Regions from separate parts of the Danio rerio genome. Here region 2 is linked to region 1. A link is a contact called in public HiChIP or PLAC-seq data. All regions are on one chromosome and are shown on one strand. The core of a region is the stretch at or near the end of the contact, and the rest is flanking DNA. Distances in the headings are between cores, read along the strand shown.

What was found. HiChIP or PLAC-seq counts read pairs in DNA pulled down with a chosen protein or histone mark.
Region 2: an H3K4me3 HiChIP or PLAC-seq map of gastrula embryo shows a contact between it and region 1, with 3 times the contacts expected there. The contact joins the promoter of gfra4b here to the promoter of si:ch211-107m4.1 in region 1. A contact is called at or near these places in 2 of 4 datasets of contacts at active chromatin or transcription factors (embryo and gastrula embryo).

What each region holds. Positions count from the first base shown.
Region 1 is chr14:26,783,216-26,787,602 of GRCz12tu, forward strand. si:ch211-107m4.1 reads right to left here and starts at 2,060. Exons shown (of 15, transcript XM_692655.11): 1 at 1,350-2,060; 2 at 1,144-1,273. The coding sequence starts at 1,878. It also overlaps a transcript of atp7a not described here.
Region 2 is chr14:26,881,123-26,885,393 of GRCz12tu, forward strand. gfra4b (GDNF family receptor alpha 4b) reads left to right here and starts at 1,285. Exons shown (of 8, transcript XM_688916.9): 1 at 1,285-1,695. The coding sequence starts at 1,653. It also overlaps a transcript of atp7a not described here.

The sequences.
Region 1 (4,387 bases), core at 810-3,309:
ACATTACTTCATCCATACTAAGAAATCTGTTTAAGTAAAATGTAAATATTGTATTTGTTGTATGAAGGTCTATTAACCTTTCTTACAAAATTTCCAACAACAATTATTGTCATTTAGAGTATTTTTTCACATTGTCATGACAAAAATCAGGCTTATTCCAGCTCTTCTAATGTCATCTAAAACATTGGTATTGTTTTATGCTACAAAAAGGTCAAAAGGTCATTTTCTATTTGGAAAATATTCCCATCAGTAGTTTACAGATCAAAACTTATGTTTTACTTACTTTAAACATAAGTATAAAACTATAAATCATAAATTTAGAAAAAAAATCAAATTTATAGATTCCGGTCAGTGACTTTAAAGAGACCTTATTATGAGTTTTTGAAAATTACTTTTCATGTAGTGCGTAACACGGCTCTAAGTGAAGTGAAATATCCAGCTAAGGCTTAAACCTGAAAGTGTGCCGTGTTTAAAACTATTGATTCATCTATAAAACAGTCGACTCATAGTGGTTCAAATGAATCGTCTTGATAACGAGTCTTTAGCCATGCCGGCGTAACATTGATACGGAACTTGAGCCCCATTCATTTGCTTTGTTTATGGATTTAAATGTGCTTATGAGCTCACGAGAGGGAGGGGGCATGGTTGAAATTACGGAAGTTTTCCGGGAGAAATAACAAAACGGGAGTATGGCAGGCAGGAGATGGGTCTGAAATGCGGGAGACCCCTGGGAAAAATGGGAGTGTTGGCAGGTATGCTCACACATACACTGCACTCAGACTACTTCAAAATTGTTGATAAGCCTTAAAGAGTGCATCTCTCTGTCTCGTGCTGAACGATGTCGACCAATTGGAGTAAGAAAATATGACAGTCAACAGACTGTCATCGGGCCAATCAGTGCAGATTAGCTTCGCACTAAGGAGGGGTTTGAGAACAAATGAAACGATGAATGAATCATATGGGAGTGGCTGGGATAATTAGGTAAAAATGAATGCATATTATAAGACAATTAAAGGGTTTTTTGACCTTGCATGCATATCAGCCGGTTGGAGACCCCCAAACCAGAAATACGACCCTTTTTAATGCATAAGAGGGGCTCTTTAACTACCAATTATTGCAATGTCTACATAACAATATCAGTACCTATTGTAAAGAATGTCCTCTTTGAACTCATAATAATCTCTCCCCCTCTCCTCATAAGGCTTCTCCGGTTCTCTGCTATCCTCTGGTGTGGAGTCCACGGTCTCATGTCCATCTGACGGATTATAGAGCTCTGCAAGAAACAGACAGCATCATCAACATTTCTTTTCAATATAATGATTAGTTTTTAACAGAGGTCTGAGACTTACCCTGTTCTTGCTCCTGTGGTTCTTTAGAAATACCCAAGGCTGATAATGAGCCTCCTGACAATGCATTTTCTTCAGCGTCTCTCAGGACTGACGGCTGTGGATCAACGTTAGTCTGCTGTAACCTCTTCTCAATAGCCTGTAAAGTACTCGTGGTCAGCGGCTCTGCGATGGCACTAGCATCGATGAGGCGACATGAACAGAGCTGCTGTGGTTCAGTCTGTGTACTTTGATCAGCAAAATCTTTCATGCTGGTGTTTGAAGAACTAGCGCACACTGGAGACTGCGTCCTAACACACGGCTTATGTTCATCAGAGAGAAACGCTGACGAATCTTCTGGAGGTTCTGTGATAGTCTCTTCACACACATTTTCCACTGTATCTCCACGTTTGACGGGTTCATTTTCAGCTTCAATCGCAGAGATTAGCCGAACCACAAGCTCGGCCTTCAGGCCCTTCGCTTCAAGTCCTCGCTCTTTCAACATGGCCCGCAACTCCGTCACTTTCAGCTTTTTCACTTCCTCCCGCAGCATTTTTAAAAATAATTGTCAGTTACACATTAAGACTTAAAAACTAACACATATGGGATCCAATTGTAAGGAAAAGGTCGCCGAGTTAAGCTTTACTCTTAAAACTTTTTGGGAATTTTCTTCCTCAACTAACGTTACCAAAACATACACAACAACCCGCTGTAGAGGATTCAAGAGCGTTGACTGAGAGCTGATTGGCTGCTGAGAGAGATAATCGTTGATTGGTTACCAGCGGTGACGTAAGCGAGATTCATATTTGTGAATCGATTCTCTTGAACAAGCTAAACATGTTTTGGAAAGATTTAAACTCAATATTTCATATATGTTTGAATTTTGTGGTTAAGAAAAAGAGACATTTTACATCTTTTTTCACTGTATTTACTCAAGAATATTTGGAAAGATTTGGAATTGTTTATTAACAAAAAAATGGAGATTAAGATAGAAATTGGTTTATTTGATGTGTTTTATTCTGATAATGAGAACTTGAACTGTAAAGGACAATATATTTTTCATTTGTTTATGCTGTTAGGAAAATTCTATAACCATAAGAAAAAGTGGCCTCAATGTAAACCAAACTTAACCCATTTTGTGAATGATTTTAAACAATATGTAAATCTTTTAGAACAATCACAAAACAAAAAAAGCACTGAAAACATGTAATGCTATGAAAACATTTATTTTAATGTAAATGTAATGTTAATATATATATATATATATATATATATATATATATATATATATATAATTTAATATATATATATATATATATATATATATATATATATATATATATATATATATATATATATATATATATATATATATATATATATCACTCTTTCAGAAGCTGTGAAATGTAATACCTCTCATTCTTGTGGCATTGAGTTAAAAAAAAAAGATTCTCTTGAAAAAATATTAGTGTCGAAAAATATTTTAATGGTGTATCTGGATATATTTGTGTTTATTTCAACTGATTTTAACACATTGGTAATCATCTCTGATCATGTCTTTAAGTTTGGTGTGACAAACCTCAATTTGTCTTTGATTTCAGGCAATTTGCTTGTAATTTTGTTGGGCAATAATGAGGATTTCTGATTTTTTGAGAAGTGTTACCTGGCGACACAGATATTTGCAGATTATAACTTTGTTTCTGAGAACTATAATCTGCAGAACATAGAAAAAAAAACTTTGTTCAATATTAATAAACATGCTTCCAATTAGTTAAGATTAATTATTTAGGTGGCACAGTGGCTCAGTGGTTAGCACTCTCACCTCACAAAGAGAAGGCCACATGCAGGTTCAAGTCCTAGCTGGACCAGGAGGGCTATGTGGGCTTGTGTGTATGTGTTTTTGTGACATGTCAGGACACAAATCTGTATAATGACATGGGCATAACACAGGTATTACAAAAAGCAGATGAAATATGAGGACATGATGTCCTCATTTCTCAAAAAACTTTTAAATCATAAAGAATATTACAATTATTTTAGAGAGTAAAGCTGTACACAGTCTGTGATGATGGTTGGGTTTAGGGGTAGGGTGGGGTGAGGGCAATACAATTTACGGTTAGACAGTATAAAATGAATGGAAACCTAATGTACCCACTTTTCACAAAAACAAATATGTGTGTTTCTGAGTGTTCTGGTTTTCCCCTACAATCCAAAGATATGTACAGTAGTATTTACACCTATGTATCACCTATTTAATATAGGTGAGTTGAATAAACTAAATTGGCCGTATTGTGTGTCTGTGTGTGTGGGTGAGAGAGTGATGGGTCATGGTTGGAACGGCATCCGCCTGATAAAACATATGCAAACATATGTGGTGGTTCATTCCACTGTAGTGACACCAGAATAATCAGGGAGATGAACGATAGTGAGTTAGTGAAACTTTTTAAAAATTCTTAAATAAAATGAACATTAGTTCCCTCAAACTGCAACAACACTAATGAAACTTGAAATTGTTTATAAATATATATTTTTCCCTTTTTTTCATAAAAGTCCAAAGATAAGCTCATCTAATATGTTTTATTTGCATCTATATATTAGTTATAAGTAGTGATGTAAGTGAGAACATTTTAATGATTCAACATATTCAGGCTCGTAGTCAGCCTGGTGAAAGGGGTAGCCTTTTTCTCAAAAAGTGGACTTTTCTGCAGTTATTGGGCTCATTTTCTGTTTAATTAAAAGCTTTAAATACTGCATTTTAGTGACATTTTAAGCACTATTTTTTTTGCTGGATTAGCTTGTCAGATGGTCATCATAACCACACATTTTGCTGAATGAAAAACATTTCCTAAAGATTCAGAATAAAGAAACATGAAAACAATAGCCTACTTATTCTTCAGTACAAATTTATCACATCATATATCATTAGAAAAAAATAGGAATCTGTTAAATTTTTTAAAATGAATTGTCATTTATTAGGCAAATAACAAACTAGCCAGCACATTCAGCTTGCCTACGGGCCTGATATTTGTGTTTATTGTTAGAAACTACAGCTGAACAAGGTA
Region 2 (4,271 bases), core at 35-2,534, 97 kb after region 1:
ATTCAATTGACCTGCACCACATGTCTTTGGACTGTGGGGAAAACCACCCGGATGAAACCCACGCAAACAAGGAGAAAACATGCATAATGCCAACTGACCCAGCCGGAGCTCGAACCAGAGACCTTCTTGCTGTGAGGCAACCTTGCTACCAACTGCGTCAATGTGATGCCTTCTTGAGCAACAATAATTTAGAAATTCAACAGAAATAAAAAAAACAAAAAAAAACAGCCTTTTTATTTTAAATATCAACTAATACCAGTATAATTAGTCATTTAATTATTAAAAAGTTACCAATAATACACATGGTTTGCGTTGAAAAATAAACTAATTGTTTTCTAAAACAGAAAAAGCTGTTCTGAATGTAAAAATTACTGTCTCTGGCCTCTGGCGCCTAGACTGCAGCTTTGCACAAGAAGTTTGGCCAGAAAAGAAATGTTTGTGCCCAATTGAGACTGGTTTTTCTCAAGATTTTTTCCCCCTTCACTTTTGTCAATTGGTGAAGTTTGTTCCTCGCCACTGTTGCCACTGGCTTGCTTGGTTTGTGACTTGTAGAGCTGCATATCGATAGATTTACTCATGAGTGTTTAGGCTTTCAGCAGTGAAAATTATACCACAACATTCAACTGAAAACTGGACTAACACATTTACTAGAACTTCTATGTTAAGCTGCTTTGACACAATCTATATTGTAAAACTGCTATAGTAATAAAAATGAATTGAATTGAATGCATTACAAATGGTGAAAGTCTACAAAAAACAAAAAAACAGAAGTATTTCACTGGACCGCAATAGTGACAGCATATTGTATACAATACTGAATGCATCTAATAGACACAGAAAACAAATTTCATTGAAAAGTGTTTATCAGCATTTTTTTTTCACTTTTTCACTTACTTTTCGAGTGCCTTAATTGGATGATTTTTTCTGATGATCTTAAAAAACAAAAAACAAAAAAAAAAAACGACACATTAATTAACCCAGATTCACTTTTAATTAGTTTTTTTTTTTAATCACAATTTTGTCATTTTATTTCATTAAAATACACAGTTACAGGACATAATCAAGGAGAAGGTTTGAAGCAGACAGACATCTGATCGCTACTGGCTGTCGTAAGTCACCCGTGCATTGACATATTTTTCTGTCCCCTCATATAAATTGTACTCATTTGGTGCCATCTATATAGGCAGCACACTGGGTTTTGAGACACAGCTCAGCAAGCTCTATCTCTCTCTTTGAGACACAGCTCGGCTCGCTCTCTTTCTCTCTCACTCTCGATCTCTGCTCAGAGTTTGATCTTCACTCAGTGAAATCTGACTCTTCATTCACTCGTGTTCTTGCCCTTAAAGAGAACAAATGTCAATACGAGATAATGGAGCAGGTGGACAACTTTCATTAGCGCTTTAATTTAATTTGCATCTTTATCTGAAGCTTTGATTGACAGTTTGACACTTGGCGGTGCGGCGCGCGCGCGGCTGCCCTCCGTGTTTCAGTGGACGTCCATCTCTCATTTGACCATTTTAAGACTCTTTAACATGCCGAACTGCTATGTGCCGCGCTGAAAACAGGACTGCTTTCGTCTGTCGGTAACCTCAGAATATAAAAGCGACAGTTTGGCGACATTTCATATCAGTTCTCTTCAGACGCGCGCAGAAATGGATCTTATGGGAATCTACCTGCTTCATCTCAGCTTTGCCGGTAGGTGATGTGCTGCATGCGCTTTTCATCTTCAATACTCGCCCACATCAAAGTTCTGAGCTGAAACAAAGCTGAGAGATTCTTTAATTATCTTTTCTTTATTGGTGTGCTCTTTCTTTCACCACAGGCGTTCTGTAGTAGCGGAATTTTTAAAGAGATTCGTGAGAATGAGTCGAACGATAACTTGATTGATTCGCTGTTGGTTTTATGGGCACATGTGTTTTTCGTTATTAGTCAGTTAATGAGGTGTTTACTCGGGTGTAAAAGGTTACAGCTTCATTTGCATTTGTTCTATGTCAAAAATTACACTTGATAAGAGGGCTATGTTAATTCACTGTAATAAAACTAAGACTTTAATTGCATAAATTATAATAATAAGTAAAAAAGTAATGTCAAGCTGTACAAAACAACGTTTTTATGTAGACCCCTTTGAATAGAGATGGTAATTCTGCGTGTCTCTGTGTGTCTGTGTATTATTTTACAACATAATTTCAATGTATATAAAATTCATATCCTGATGAACATGATGTGACTAGTGCGTTCAGTCTGCTTGATGACCTTAGAGTAGTTAGCAGTGATTTTTGTTAATGCAGGGTCACATCCAACAGAATATTAAAATGTAAACTCTGTCCCTATATAAAGGATGCAGTGTGTTGTCAGTAGTCCTGAAATTTGCAGCCTCAGTTGATTGAATTGGCTGTGTGTTTTAGCAGATTGGATTTGTGCGAAGGATGTCTCTGCTTTGCTGCTAATTTAATTAGATTTTCAGGTAGCTTGTGTATTAAATGAGTGTGTGCCTGTGTGTTGTTTTTGAATTCAAGGATGTACATACAGTATGCGTGGCATCATAACAAGGGCATTTGCATGTTTGGAAAAATGGATCCACAGATGAAAGCTTTGTGAAAATGAAATGAAACCACAAGAAGCAAATCAATAGCCTGGAAACATCATTTTCATTCATACATTTCAAAACATTACATTACTGTGCATTAATACACCAGTGTGAACACTTTAGCCATCTCTCCTTATCCAAAATAGCTGCTTTTTGTCAGAATGGATGCAGTGAAAGAGCAGAAAGTCTGGTTACTGATCATTTGCTCATAGGATAACAAATTGACTGGCAGTGATTTAAGAGTTTGTATTCTGTTTTCAACGGCAGTTATACAGTCAATTTTCTATTTAGTTTAATCAATTTGATTTTATTTGTATAACATTTAGGTTATTTTTACCTTCTGGTTTGTCCTTTCAAGCAATCAATCATCATTTCATATTACCCAGTAAACAGACAAAAGTAAGTCAGTATAGTGCAGTTAGACATGTTGCATCACCCAAAGTGATTAATAACTTCAATTCTTAAAAAAGGGTAAGACCATGCCAGACACAACAGTGGCACTATTTCTCCCACTTAAAGAAACAATATACTTATAACCCCTCACTTTATGTATGCCTGTCATATATAATCCTGTACATTTAAAATGTATTGGATCACTTTTATTAATAAAGGTTTCAAAAGGTTTTCAAACCATTTTCATAGAATTCTCTTCAAAGAGGCATTTCTTTTCATAATGTGAACTGAAGTTTAATAATATATACAACCTTAGTCTTTCTTAAAGAATCTTTAGTGGAATAAAAATGTTCTATGGATGATAAAGATGGTTCAACTATTGATGCCAATGAAGGACTTTTATTTTTAAGAGTGCATTTCAGATTTGTCTTCAGTAAAGAATTGTATACTTTGTTCAAAACTTTTGTGAAATAACCTGAATGTGAAATTTTCTCGAATTACAAAACATGTCATTCGAGGAACTATTGACTCCTCATTAAATAAAGCTGTTTAACTATGTTAAAAGTCACTAAATGGTGTTCACAGCCTATTTTAATTTGTTAAACCAAGATTTTTACTATACATACTGTAATTATTTACAGTATACCCAAATGCAATAGGATTGTTAATACAAATTCTCCTGTAATTATCCCTAAAACATAGAAACTTTAATCACCGAAGGCCTTATCGCTAAAGAAATAGAAGAACAGCTATAAAAATAATTAGAATAAGTTTCAGAATTGATGAATAATAAAATTATTGTCAGCCAATGATTCAAACTGCTTCATTTAAAGTAGCAGATGACATACTGTAATTGCAGTGTGTGCTTAGAATAGACATGGGTCAGTATAAGATGTGAGGTATGATAACCTTGTATAAACATATCACAGTTTCACGGTATTGGGATTACTGCTCTAAAATACAGATTTATTAAATGTCTGGGTAAAAGCACAAAATCTTTTTTTCCTTATAACACTATATATGTTATTTTATATTTTAATTTATATTTAAAATATATTAGAGCTGTAAATGTGTCAGGCTGAATAATTCAAATAAATCATTGACTTCTGCTGTATTCATTATTTTAAAAACACAGATTTCATTACATCTTTAAACAGCATCTTTGGACACTTTTCTGCTGGAGAGACCATTGTCCTAAACAAACAAACAAACAAACAAACAAACAAACAAACAAGCAAGCGAACAGCCCCCCCCCCCCCAAAAAAAATTAAAATAAAAAAAATAAAAAAAA